Linked DNA regions of Mus musculus: all the other regions are linked to region 2. The links are chromatin contacts, called in public Hi-C and promoter capture Hi-C maps. All regions are on one chromosome and are shown on one strand. The core of a region is the stretch at or near the end of the contact, and the rest is flanking DNA. Distances in the headings are between cores, read along the strand shown. Region 1 holds the start of Slc1a6 (solute carrier family 1 (high affinity aspartate/glutamate transporter), member 6). Region 2 holds the start of Syde1 (synapse defective 1, Rho GTPase, homolog 1 (C. elegans)). Region 3 holds the start of Ccdc105 (coiled-coil domain containing 105).

Region 1 (3,769 bases), core at 141-2,640, 190 kb before region 2:
CCTGAAACAGTGCAGGTGTGTGTGTGTGTGGGGGGGGGGGGGGGTAAATAGGTTCATTTTTATCTTATGTGTGTGAGTGCTAGAAGAGGGTATTAGAGCCCATGAAACAGGCAACCAAACCAGGGAAGTCCTCTTTACCACCGAGCCATCTCTCCAGCCCTAAAGCTGTAAGCTTAAATGGCCTGTTTTTTCTCTCCTCCCTCCATTCTCAGGCCTATAACTAAGCCATCTCCAGGGCCTTTTCTTGCACAAACGATGGCGGGCTAAAGGAAGATTCTTTGTTTAAATAACATCATATATTGATGCTATGCTACCTGGAGGAGTAAGTGACAGACGGGAAAGAGGCAAGATAGACATCATTCATCACACACTCACTTGAATACAGACAGCGTCACATCCTGTGTGCAACTGACACCTATGTACTCCTTTATGGACATGCAGTCCCACGCAGACTCTTCAGACATACAGCCACACACCCTCCAGAACTGTGAATCCATACGCGCCATGCCAAACACATATTTCCTCCCCACAAACAAACCTTTGCTACAGTCATGCACACCAGAAGACAGATAACCTCTCTCACACCGTCAGAAATACAACCAACCCCATACATTCAGCATTAGACATACAAAGTCTACACAGAGAAACACACACATGCGCGCCAGCACGCGCGCGCCACCACCATGCACACCATGAAACTCAAAGCCACACACTTTGAGCCTCCTGCACAAGTACCCCATGCAAATGAAACTCCGTGGACAATGATGTTCACCAAAGTCTTAGGCACACAAGCACATGCTCACCCAAAAATAAATAACACAGTACAACCACAATCGCACCTCCATACCCAGCTCCCTTGGAATGATGGTCGGTCTTAACCACAGCAGGCATGTCTGGAGTTGGATTATGAACCCCTGGTAGGGAAAATGGAGTCCAGCCAAAGAAATAGGAGAGACATCATATTCAGTATTGGAAATAGGACTGCCTGGGAGTTGAGGTTGCTGAATGGGGAGTTCTGGAGATGGGAAGGAGACCCAGGGATCTAAAGTAAGGAAACTCACCAGAGTGGCAGGGCAGAGGCAGGCTCAGCACCTATAACGGGACTGGAAAGCACTGAGGAAAGGTAATGAGAAAGTGGAGACCTGTGCACAGGGAATGACTCGGACCCAGAGCCAACCCTACTCAGGATAAATGTCCCACTCACCAGCCTCGGGTCAGCGGGGCCGCCTTGCCCGCGCCTTGGCCTGCGCGCTGCGCCGGGATGCAGAAGCCAGAACCCGCTGAAGGACCTGGCCGGGTCCGCAGGGACCCTCCAGGGACCCGCGCTGTGTCTGCGTTGGGGACCCGAAGACAGAGAGAGCGACGCGGAACAGGGATGCGCTATGCAATCGGAGGAATGCAGGCTGGCCTTGAGCTCACGTGGGTGCGGGGGGCGCGGGGCCGGGGCGGGGGGCGGGACCCCCTCGGGGATGTCCCCCTGCCGCAGCTGCTCAGGAGCTCCGGGACGCGGGGCGGGCGGGGTGACCGGCCTCTCCCGCACAGCCTCCGCCCCCGCGCCGAGCCGCGCCTCCGAGCCCGCCCCCTGCCCCTCCCGAGTCCTCCGAGGCCAGCAGGCCTCCTGGGATGTTGGGGTACCCAGCCCTGTTACCGCTGGGAGAGCGCCCACATCCTCAGCGTGGGTCTGAGGCAGGGGGAGGGAAGACAGCCCGCATCGGGTGACCACAGCCACCACGTGGGCTCGCTGCCCAGCTTCTCCCTCAGGTGCACCTTTCTGGCTTTGGCCACTTTACTGCTGTGTCCCTCTCGGCCAGTCCCTCTCCCTCTCTGAGCCTGGCCTCCTCGCTGAAACAAGGGAGGTGACTTGGCCGACCTGAGAGAAAATTACAGCTGAGGAAAGTAAAGCGAACGTGAAAACGCTCTCTGCAGCATGAAGCGCTGTGCAAATCGAAACCTTTCATAATTGCTGTTACTGTTGTAATTAATGGTATCCCTTGCAATCTGCAGCGTATCTGCGACACTGTGGAGCTGGCATCTTCCTCCAGGTTGACACTGACTTGGTAGCTTCCAGCACATTAGTTCTTCTGAGAACTGAGCCTCTTTACAGAGTTTGACACCAACCCCAGCGGGATAATAAAAATCAACCCGGAAGACACTGGTTAGATGGCTTACTACTGCTTGCAGGGCAAGGCTGGCAACCTGAGTTTCATTCCTAGAACTTACGTAATGGTGAAGGAGAGAACCAACAAGGAGAGAACCAACACCAGATCTCCACGGATGTGCCGTGGCAAGCTCACAATACAAACATGTACTGTAGTGTAGTCAATCGATGTTCGTTGTTGTTATTACTGTGCTATTATTGATGGCAACATCATGCATCTGGAAGATTCCTTGAGTTCTATTTCATTTACATAGCCATACTAAACACACGTTACCACCCCAGTTTGCAGACAAAGTGACAGGTTCTCATAAAATAGCACAGCCTTCAGAGCTGTCCAGTCGTTGTACTCAGAGCCCTGGCCCTAATCCTTGAACACTTGCTAAACAAGGTAGTTCTCAGTCTTACCTGGACCTTTTAAACACAAGGAGAACAGTTTTAAATTCTGATGCCAAATCAAAACTGCACTGGGATTCTACCCCACACCCTCCCCCCAAGTCAGTGTGGCTCTCAATCCAGAGATCCACAAATCAGTGGACCAGTGTGGCTACAGGTACGTTGTGGGATCATCCCAAAAGTTCACCAGCCCCTGAACAAAAAAAAAAAAAAAAATGCAGTACATTTACACCATGAAATTTTGCACACCCATAAAGAATGAAATGATCAAATTTGCAGAAAAATATATAGAATTTGGAGTCACTGTTTTTAATGTATTTTTACTTATTCTTTGAGAATTTCATACATGCATACAATGTATTTTGGTCATATCCTCCTTCCAACTCTTTGAAGACCACTCATTGTTAACCCCCTGGGTCCTATTAGTGCTGCTTCTGTGTGGATGTGTGTGTGGCCATCCCCTGGAGCATGGCCAGCCTACCAGGGACCACACTCCTTAAGAAAACTGTCTTTCCCTCCCCAAACAGCAATCAGCTGTCAGTAGCCCCTCAGCTATGGGTTGGGGCTTGTGAGCTCTTGTGCAGGCGACCAGAGCAGCTGTGAGTTCATGGGGTCAACAGCCCTGTCACGTCCAGAAGGCACTGCCTCCCAACCTGAGCAGACAAAACTTTTGAGTCTGTTTGAAATTCAGACCAACTGAATCACATGCCCGGGATGGAACCTATTTAAATAATCCTGCAAGTGAAGCTAAGGTGTGATTAAGGCTTAATGAATAGCTACCCTAGATGTAGGTAGGACCAGGTCACACTTTCAAGACATCCCTGCCTCCCACCCCCCCAACTCCCTCTGTTTCACTCTCTGTCTATGATCTGATATTTATATTTATATTTCTTTATATCGCATTTGCACTGCACTACAAAGTAGGCATTACCATCCCTCTTGGCAGACATTGCAAAGGGGACTCAGAGAGGTTAAGTAACTTTTCATAGGCAGCACAGTCAAAAGTAGCACCCCAGCTCTAATCTTTGTGCATGGAACCCTGGCTCTGGTCCTTGAACACACTTACTAACCAGGGTGATTCCCACCTCTACCTACCTAACACATTCCAATGCCAAATCAAAACTGCACTGAAGATGCCCATGTATACCCAATTCTGTAATTCTGATACAATGTGTGTGGTTCTGTGCCTAAGGCTTAAGCTGTGGATCTATCAACTAG
Region 2 (4,117 bases), core at 532-3,031:
TACAGATTTGAATTCTTTACTTCATACTTCCTTTGTTTCTGTCCTCTATCTGTTGCATGAGTCTAAATGTATGCCTGCATCTGTATCTGTTCCTGTCTGTCCACCTGTTTGGTATGAGCTCTGTATGTGTGTGGGGGGGGGGAGAGAGAGGGGGGGGGAAGTGTTTTACTCTATATGGATTGAACAGCACATAATGGGATACTTTACAGAAGTCTTTAACAGAGTTTTACAAGGGATTAAATTGCTAGCTCCATCTGTCTCTAATTGACACAGATAACAAGCATCACTGTTTATCAACTAATTTCTGTAAATGGATACTTTCGACGTTTTTTTGGTAGAAAGTTGCTTCTGCTTCTGCAAGTGTTGCTTTCGTGTGCATTATCTGAGTGAGGGGCCGGGAAGAGTACCTAATCTAAGAGTCCAGGTATGCATTACATTATAGGTTGTAAGAAGTTGATTGCATGGGAAATCCAAAACAAGTAGAGTTGATTGCTACATTGTTCTCTTACTCAATGAGTACATAGGAGGCTAGCAGTCGTGGGTGACTTCCAGGTGTGGTATTATCTCTGGCTGTAAGGTCTAGCAAAAGTTCCAGTCTCTTAGAATGTACTAGATCTTTTCAAACTATTGCAGCACCACAGTTTCTCCTCCCACATGTGCCTGGATAAGCAAAGCTGGGCAGGTCTTCCTTCTACTCATCTGCACTCTTAACTTTTAGACGCCTGCATACCCACCAATTACCACAAAACTACTGAACTGGGAGGAAGCCAAGGACACAGAGGTGTCCACATAGGTGCTTAGTCCACTATCCCAGTGGAGGTCCAGCCTGTGTCTGGCACCAGTTAAGAGACCTGAACTTTAGTTGTGCCACAGTTCATGTGTTGAAAGTTTAGTCCTCTATGTGGCCCTGTTAATAGGCTAGTCATGGTGAAAGGAGCCTATCGGCGGGAGTTGGCCTTCAGAAGACGGTTCTGTGAGACCAAATTAGCAGTTAAAAGTGCTTGTTTCCCAGCCGTTTCTGGGCACCCACACACACACCCCGATCCATGTGCCATACACACAGAAGCACACACATATTCATAATAAAAAGTAAACTTAAGTTGTAAGAATCAGCCCAAACCTAAGATTTTTTTTTCTCTTCCTGTCTTAAGGAGTGCTGCTAGGACATCAACATGAACTCAGTCTACTTTAGAAAGTTGTCCAGCCTCCGGTATTTCAGTACTAAATAAAAAATAATAATACAACCTCCGATTTCACCACTTACTTTCGAGATACACCTATCCTTGCTGTGTTCTCGACTGAGTAGAGATCAGCAGACTGCATCGTCTATATCGCGTCCATGTTCCTGACAGTGAGCATCCCGGCTGTCTGAAACCACTAAGCTTGAGGGTCAATAAGCAGCAATAGTAACTTGAGTTGGGGGCATTTGGGGTTCCCAAGGAAAGATCGTGGTCGAGGTACTGGGTGATGTGGGGATGGATGGACGGACAGGAGGAAAGACATGAGCTGATGTGTGCCTTGGATGCGGTTTGGGGGAGCCGACAGAATGTGCTGCATGCCATCACACAAGGAGGATGGTTATGGGGGGCCCAGCCTATGCCATGACATTCATAGTTGAAGAGTTAGATCAGCCCAGCACCCCATCATGTCCCCTCCCGGCCCCAGGCGACTACATCTCCCAGCATCGCCTGCTCGGGCCGCGGGAAAGGAAAAGAAAAAAAAAAAAAAAAAGTTAAGGCCAAGCATTCCCGGAATGCGCTTCCTGCTGGAGCGGGCCGGTGGGGGGGGGGGGGTAGGCGGGCGGGGCGGGCGGCCGCAGCCCCGGGGCGCGCACTCGGCCGGCCGCGGCCCAAGCATGGCCGAGCCGCTGCTCAGGAAGACCTTCTCCCGCCTGCGGGGTCGTGAGAAACTTCCTCGAAAAAAGTCAGAAGCCAAGGACCGCGGTGAGTGCGGGGACTCTCGGAAAGTAAGAGAAGGGAGCCCCACTCAGCCTCAGATCCCCAGGTCCCCGGTAGGGTACGCAGCGGGACCTAGTGGGTAAGCCGGGAGCGAGCCCTGATGCAAGAGAGGAATATGCACCGGATCTTTGTAAGGCTGGGGGGCTGGGGCGGGGGGCACGGACCGTTATGTGCAGCTGGCCTGAGATGCCAGCCCCAGGGATCCTTGCAAGGCCCCGCAGGGGGGCCTCACCCCTGACAGGAAATGGGGCCTCGAAGGGGCGCCCAGAGAGTGGCGGGGCAGGGGCGGGAGGTGAGGACAGCTGTGTGGCATCGACATGGCTGGGTGGTGGGCACCTCTCCTGGGTACACACTCCTGTACTAAAGAGAGGTCGTGCGGGGTTATATTTATTATTGCAGTCTTTTCCCCAATTCCATGCCACCATCGCTCCAGAGGCTGCAGCCGCACCTACTGTGGCCAGCCCCAAGAAACCGTCCTGTTTATTAAGACAGAGAAACTGAGGCACGTGGTTGTTGGGTGATTTGTCCCGGGCCTGTGAACTGACTTTAAACAATCCTCTGGACTATGCTACTGATGACAGAGACCTGAAACAGAGGGCCAAAGGGTGGAAATAGAAGATCCTTAAATCTGGGGGTCCACAGACAGCAAGAATGAAATGGAAAGGAACGAAAGCTGTATGGGTAGGGGGCTTCGGAAGGAAGCAGTTAAAGGAGGGAGGCCACTATACCAAGGACCTGACTCTTCCTCCCGGGCCGTTCCCAGGGCATCCCAAGGGTCCCAGGGCCAGAGAAGGGATCCGGGTGCCCACACATAAACACACACAGGAAATCGACCATGATGTCAGAGAAAGTAGAGCCAAGATAAGGGGGGCGGGGTAACGGGGCACTGACTGTAGAAATCTGGCTTGGGCTGAGGGGCAAGATCCAAGAGAACTTGTGGGCAGGATTTGGGAAATGGGAAAAGGGTGCTGAATGAAAAAGAAACCAGCGTTCCCTGCCCTGCCTTCCCAGCAGCAGCTACTAGGGCCTTGAGCAGGGCTACAGATCCTATTGTCTAAAGTTGCTTCTCACACTGAGCTCCAAGCTGGAAGGGGGTCGAGAAGAGAATATGATAATACTGAATCTCCTCATAAACAAGACATGGAGCATCAGGAAAAATGCCTTGCTCAAGGCCACTCAATGAGAAGGGGCAGGCGTAAGATTCTAGGATTAATGGAATGTCTGGGAGAGGGGTGACAGAGCCGAAATGTCCTGAGGTTCCAAGGACATTTGACCTGGACTCTTGAGGCTGATTCACAGTCCCTTTTGCATTACTAGGGGCTAGGGCAGGGGACCTTGAAGCTAGGACTGCAAAAGTATTAGCTAGCTGCTAGGACCAAACAAAACAGCTGGTTCCAAAGGAGGCAGTGGCTCCAGGCTAGCAAAGAGCTTCCTTGCTGTCGATTGGTTATGTGAAGTGAGGGCTGAAGCCAATTAGCTAGACTGCCTCCCTGGACCTCTGGGAACTTGAGAGTTGGGTCTTACCATCTTCATTCTCCACCAGGCCACCCAGCCCAGCGCTCAGAGCCCAAACCCCCAGAACCAGAACCTCGTGTCCTTGAAGGGTCTCAGGCTGGAGCAGAGGTACCACCCAGCCCCGAGACACCTCGAAGCCCCACTCGGGGGGCCTACCTGCAAAGCCTGGAGCCCAGTAGCCGCCGATGGGTGCTAGGAGGGGCTAAACCACCAGAGGAGATCTCTTTGGGGCCTAGGACACCTAGCAGTGGGGAGCCTGCTGGTGAGATTTGGTACAACCCCATCCCTGAAGAAGACCCCAGACCACCCGCACCTGAGCCCTTGGGATCACAGCTAGCTTCCTCTGAGCCAGAAGGCCCCAACATCCAAGGTAAGCACAAAGTGTTATATTCACCTACAAGCATGCACAAGCCTCAAACCCTATACTCCAGGTGTTCCTAAGCCTTATTATCCTCAGCCCCGCAAGGACCATAAGATTCATACTCCAATCCCAGGCCCTGGACTCTGAAGTTTGCTCTCCCTACAGGTGCAGCCCCTACCAGCCCCCCTACCAAAACCTCCCGTACCAAGTCCCCAGGCCCTGCCAGGCGCCTCTCAATGAAGATGAAAAAGCTGCCAGAGCTCCGGCGCCGCCTAAGCCTAAG
Region 3 (3,992 bases), core at 761-3,260, 160 kb before region 2:
CTCTTTCACAAGACTCCCCAAGCTCCATCTAATGTTTGGCTATGGGTCTCTGAGTGTTTCCATTGGCTACTGGGTGGAACCTCTCAGAGGAGAGTTATGTGAGGCTCCTGTCTGCAAGCATAACAAAGCATCATAAATAGTGTCAGAGATTGATGCTTTCCCATGGGGTGGGTCTCAATTTGTGCCAGGCATTGGTTGGCCATTCCCTCTGTCTCCGCTCTATCTTTGCCCTGTGCATTTTGTAGGCAGGACACATTTTAGGTAGAAGGTTTTGTGAGTGGATTGTTGTCCTTGTTCCTCAACTGTGATTCCTGCCTGACTACAGGAAGTGGCCATTTCCAGATCAATATCTCCCCCCTTGATGGGAGTTCCAACTAGAGTCATCACTGTAGCCACCTTGGAGTCTCCCTCAGTCCCAGGCCTCTGACAAGTCCTAGAGACGCCCCTCAAGCATCCACAGATGATTTCTGTTCTCTCCCCTGCTCTCCCTACACCTGATCTCCACCCCACTACCCTTCTCCACTCCCTCTCACCCAGTTCCCTCCATCCATCCACTTCTGATATCTATTTTATTTCCTATTCTGAAAAAGACTCAAGGCTTTGGTTGTTTTTCTTTGAGTCTCCGGTTGTTGATTTTTGTTGTTTAAAGCATTGGCTTGGGCCTTTTTCTTTTTTTATTTTGTAACTGTCATCTAAGAGACCATCTTTTTAGTTTTGGTAGCTTGCACTAAAAACCCTGTGCAATAGGAGAGTAAAGCTCACTGTGGTCATAGTAGAGAAAGACTCCTTTAAGATATATAAGCTGGGTTCTGAAGATCGAAATGAAGTAAACCACGAAGTCAGCAAAGGAAAATTCTATGAGAAGAAAAGAGTTCTCAATTTTGAGGTAAGAAAGAACTTAGACTGTCCTAAGAGCTGGAGAGTATTACATATTTTAATCTTTTTTACTCTATTTTAAGTGGAATTGCATTGTTTTGGTTTGTTTGTTTAAGGTGCATAAAACCTCAGGTGTCTGTCTTTAGCTAGCTCTTCCACCATTTTTGAGACAGGATCTCTCACTCCCCAGGAGGTGGCCAGGTCAACTAGTGGCCAGCCAGCCCCAGAAATCCTCATTTTAGCATACCCAGTGCTGAGATTACAATCTCACCACCGGGTCAGCCTGGCATGTTTTCATGTAGGTTCTGGAAATCAAATTCAGATGTTGTATTGTAAGGCAAGCACTTTACCAGCTGAGCCATCTTCCCAGCTTCAGAAATTGTAGTCTTTTTTTCATTTATATATTTTTATTATTTAATTCTGTGTATGGGGGGGGGGGTGATCTGTCCACATGAATGCAGTGCCCACAGAGGTCCGAGGTGTCAGATTCCCCTAGGTGTCAGTCAGTTGTAAACCATCTGATGTGGGTGATAGGAATTGAACTCAAGTTCTCAGAAGAGCTATATGTGCTCTTAACCTTACTGAGCCATCTCTCCTGCCCAGGAATTGTATTAATTCAGGTTGCTGTTGTTTGTTGGGGTTTTTTCTGGTTTTGTTGTTGTTTGTTTTTTGGGTTTTGTTTTGTTTTGTTGATTGTTCATTTCAGGAGTATAAAAACATAATTGGGAGCCAACAAGATGGCTCAGTATGATTCCGGGACCCCTCATGATGAACGAATTACTGCACAATGCCTCTCACCAGTACATACACCCTGTGGTGGTGTACACACACAAATATATGTATATGGTATTCATGTATACTTCAAAACTACTAATATTAGTACTAGTTTGTGAATTCCTTAGGATTTTCCAAATGCAAGGCTGTGTTATCTACTAGTAGATATAGGTTGGTTGACACATTTCCAAAATCAAGAGAAACAATGAGAGAGGAACTCCATAAAAGCGGCTCCCTCAAGGAATACAGTCTGAATTTCCAGGCCTAGTTCTCCATTTTGCCTTTCCCATCCCCCGCCCCTGGAACGCAATCTCCATGGTTGTCCTGGTTGCCACGGTGAGGGGAGCTCTGGGAGCACGCATTCTAGCCACCAGTAAAGAGTGGTGTGTGGTTAGGGCTGGGTGGACCCCTGTCCATTCTCCGAGGAGATCGCGGGCACTAAATAAGGAACCATGCCTGTGTTGCTCCCTTCCACCGACCCGGGCCAGGACTCGCGCGTTGGGGCTCCAGAATGGCGCCAGGCGGCCAAGGCCACGTCTCGCAAGGCACACCTTCTGACCGATCGCTGTGGGCAGGAGGCGGTGACCATGTGGCAGCCCAAGGACAGTGTACTGGACCCGAACGTGGCACACCACCTGGGCCGCGCCGCCTACATGGAACCCTGGCGCTTTCGGGTAGAGATGCTCAAAGGGGGCGGCACCCTGGAAAAGCCACCGCCCGGAGAAGGCGTCACCCTATGGAAAGGGAAGATGAAGCCCCCGGCCTGGTACGCGCGCCTACCGCTGCCTATGCACCGCGACGCGCGTGCCCAGCAAACCGCCGAGGTGGTGCACGCGCACGCACGCGGGGCGCGCCTCACCGCCGCCCGCCTGGGCCGCGCACAGCACCAGATCAATGGGCAGCTGCGGCTGCTGCTGCGCCAGCGCGAGGCCACTGACCGCAGGCTCAGCGAGGTGCGCAAGGGCCTGCTCATCAATCAGCAGAGCGTCAAGTTGCGGGGCTACCGACCTAAGTGTGAGAAGGTGCGACCCTCCCCGCCACCACACCAGAGACAGAGGTTGATGCTTCCTTCTTCAGACAGACAACACACCCTATTCTCCATCTCCAGCGAGGACACCCGCAAAATAGGGTGGCTACACCTCCAAGTTCCAAAGCCTGAGTTTCCCAAAAATTGTTACTGAAATTGAGGTCACAATCTGTGCCTCCAAGAAACCAGGTTCGGCCACCCGTCCTCTATACACCAAGTAGAACAGAAAAATTAATAGTAAAAAGCAGATAGGGTATTTAACCAATGAGAGCACTTCTCGAAGAAGGGCAAAAATATCCCTCCAGTAACCCTCTGCTGTCCATTTTCGTTGTTCTGAGAGATTAAAGTTTAAAGAGGGAGCCACACTACCCACATCTAAGCCGTTCGAGTTAAGGCGTGGCCCTGCCCATCGCTGACCTTTTGTCTAGGCTCAGTCTCTTTCGACCAAGGGTCTGGTTAGCTGTCAGTACAATGTGAAATCCCTTCTGGGATGAGAGTTTCTCCTCCACCTGGTACCAGGCCTTTTCCTTTCCCCAGGAGGAGATATCTGGGGTGAATTCCAGTTTCTTGGGGGTCTGTTAATAGTTAGATTGAAGGACTTACGTGTCTCTTTAGAATATCTTCGTTCCTGTCAGGGAACTTCCAAAAGAACAGCCCAGGTGCCTTTCCCCAATAGAAAAACTGTTTCAAATCTAAGCTATGAGGGTAGACCCCTCTCCTCGCCCCACCTCCCGCCCACCTCCCCCATCCCCACCGCAGCCCCAAGTCACACTGTATAAAAATCTTCCCAAAGAGGGAAATTCGAATCTCCAAGTTCGAATATCACATCACATCTACTCCTGCTCCAAAAAGTTCACCAGACCCACAGATTCTGCTTTGGCCAAGAGGCCATAATGCCCCAAATTCTTTCTTTTTCTTTTTCTCTTTCTTTTTCTTTTTCTTTTTCCTTTTCTTTTTCTTTTTCTTCTTCTCTTTTTCTTTTTTTGTTTCTTTGTTTTTTGTTTTTTGTTTTTCGAGACAGGGTTTCTCTGTGTAGCCCTGGCTGTCCTAGAACTCACTCTGTAGACTAGGCTGGCCTTGAACTCAGAAATCCGCCTGCATCTGCCTCCCAAGTGCTGGGATTAAAGGTGTGTGCCACCACTGCCCTGCTGATGCCCCAATTTTAAGGGAGAAACACCCTCAGACCTGGTTAAGGTCTTGAGTGCCAAGGGCACTTGATGATTTCCCAGGTCTCAAACCAAAAGAATCCACACAAAACAAAAGATAAAAGCCATCCCTGAGCTGGAGAGAGGGCTCAGTGAGTAAGAACCCTTGC

Evidence for each region. Promoter capture Hi-C pulls out the DNA fragments that hold promoters and counts their contacts. Hi-C and Micro-C count contacts between places; a contact is called where the count stands out from the background.
Region 1: a promoter capture Hi-C map of embryonic stem cells shows a contact between it and region 2, with 2.3 times the contacts expected there. The contact joins the promoter of Slc1a6 here to the promoter of Syde1 in region 2. A contact is called at or near these places in 5 of 39 promoter capture datasets (the 3T3-L1 cell line, cranial neural crest, embryonic stem cells and 2 more) and 1 of 484 Hi-C or Micro-C datasets (uterus).
Region 3: a Hi-C map of Sertoli cells shows a contact between it and region 2, with 2.0 times the contacts expected there. The contact joins the promoter of Ccdc105 here to the promoter of Syde1 in region 2. A contact is called at or near these places in 4 of 39 promoter capture datasets (cranial neural crest, embryonic stem cells, liver and 1 more), 7 of 484 Hi-C or Micro-C datasets (Sertoli cells, embryonic fibroblasts, embryonic stem cells and 2 more), 5 of 115 datasets of contacts at active chromatin or transcription factors (the NIH/3T3 cell line, embryonic forebrain and embryonic stem cells) and 1 of 9 other capture datasets (embryonic stem cells).

Annotation. Positions count from the first base shown.
Region 1 is chr10:78,778,117-78,781,885 of GRCm38.p6, reverse strand. It overlaps Slc1a6 (solute carrier family 1 (high affinity aspartate/glutamate transporter), member 6), which reads right to left and starts at 1,390. Exons shown (of 10, transcript NM_009200.3): 1 at 1,205-1,390. It also overlaps a transcript of Ccdc105 not described here.
Region 2 is chr10:78,589,628-78,593,744 of GRCm38.p6, reverse strand. It overlaps Syde1 (synapse defective 1, Rho GTPase, homolog 1 (C. elegans)), which reads left to right and starts at 1,781. Exons shown (of 8, transcript NM_027875.1): 1 at 1,781-1,943; 2 at 3,502-3,843; 3 at 4,000-4,117. The coding sequence starts at 1,856. Gm30346 (a long non-coding RNA gene) reads right to left here and starts at 1,704. Exons shown (of 3, transcript XR_380602.2): 1 at 1,265-1,704.
Region 3 is chr10:78,751,085-78,755,076 of GRCm38.p6, reverse strand. Ccdc105 (coiled-coil domain containing 105) reads left to right here and starts at 2,010. Exons shown (of 7, transcript NM_027630.1): 1 at 2,010-2,672. The coding sequence starts at 2,103. All of the region lies in intron 1 of Gm30400 (predicted gene, 30400), which reads right to left.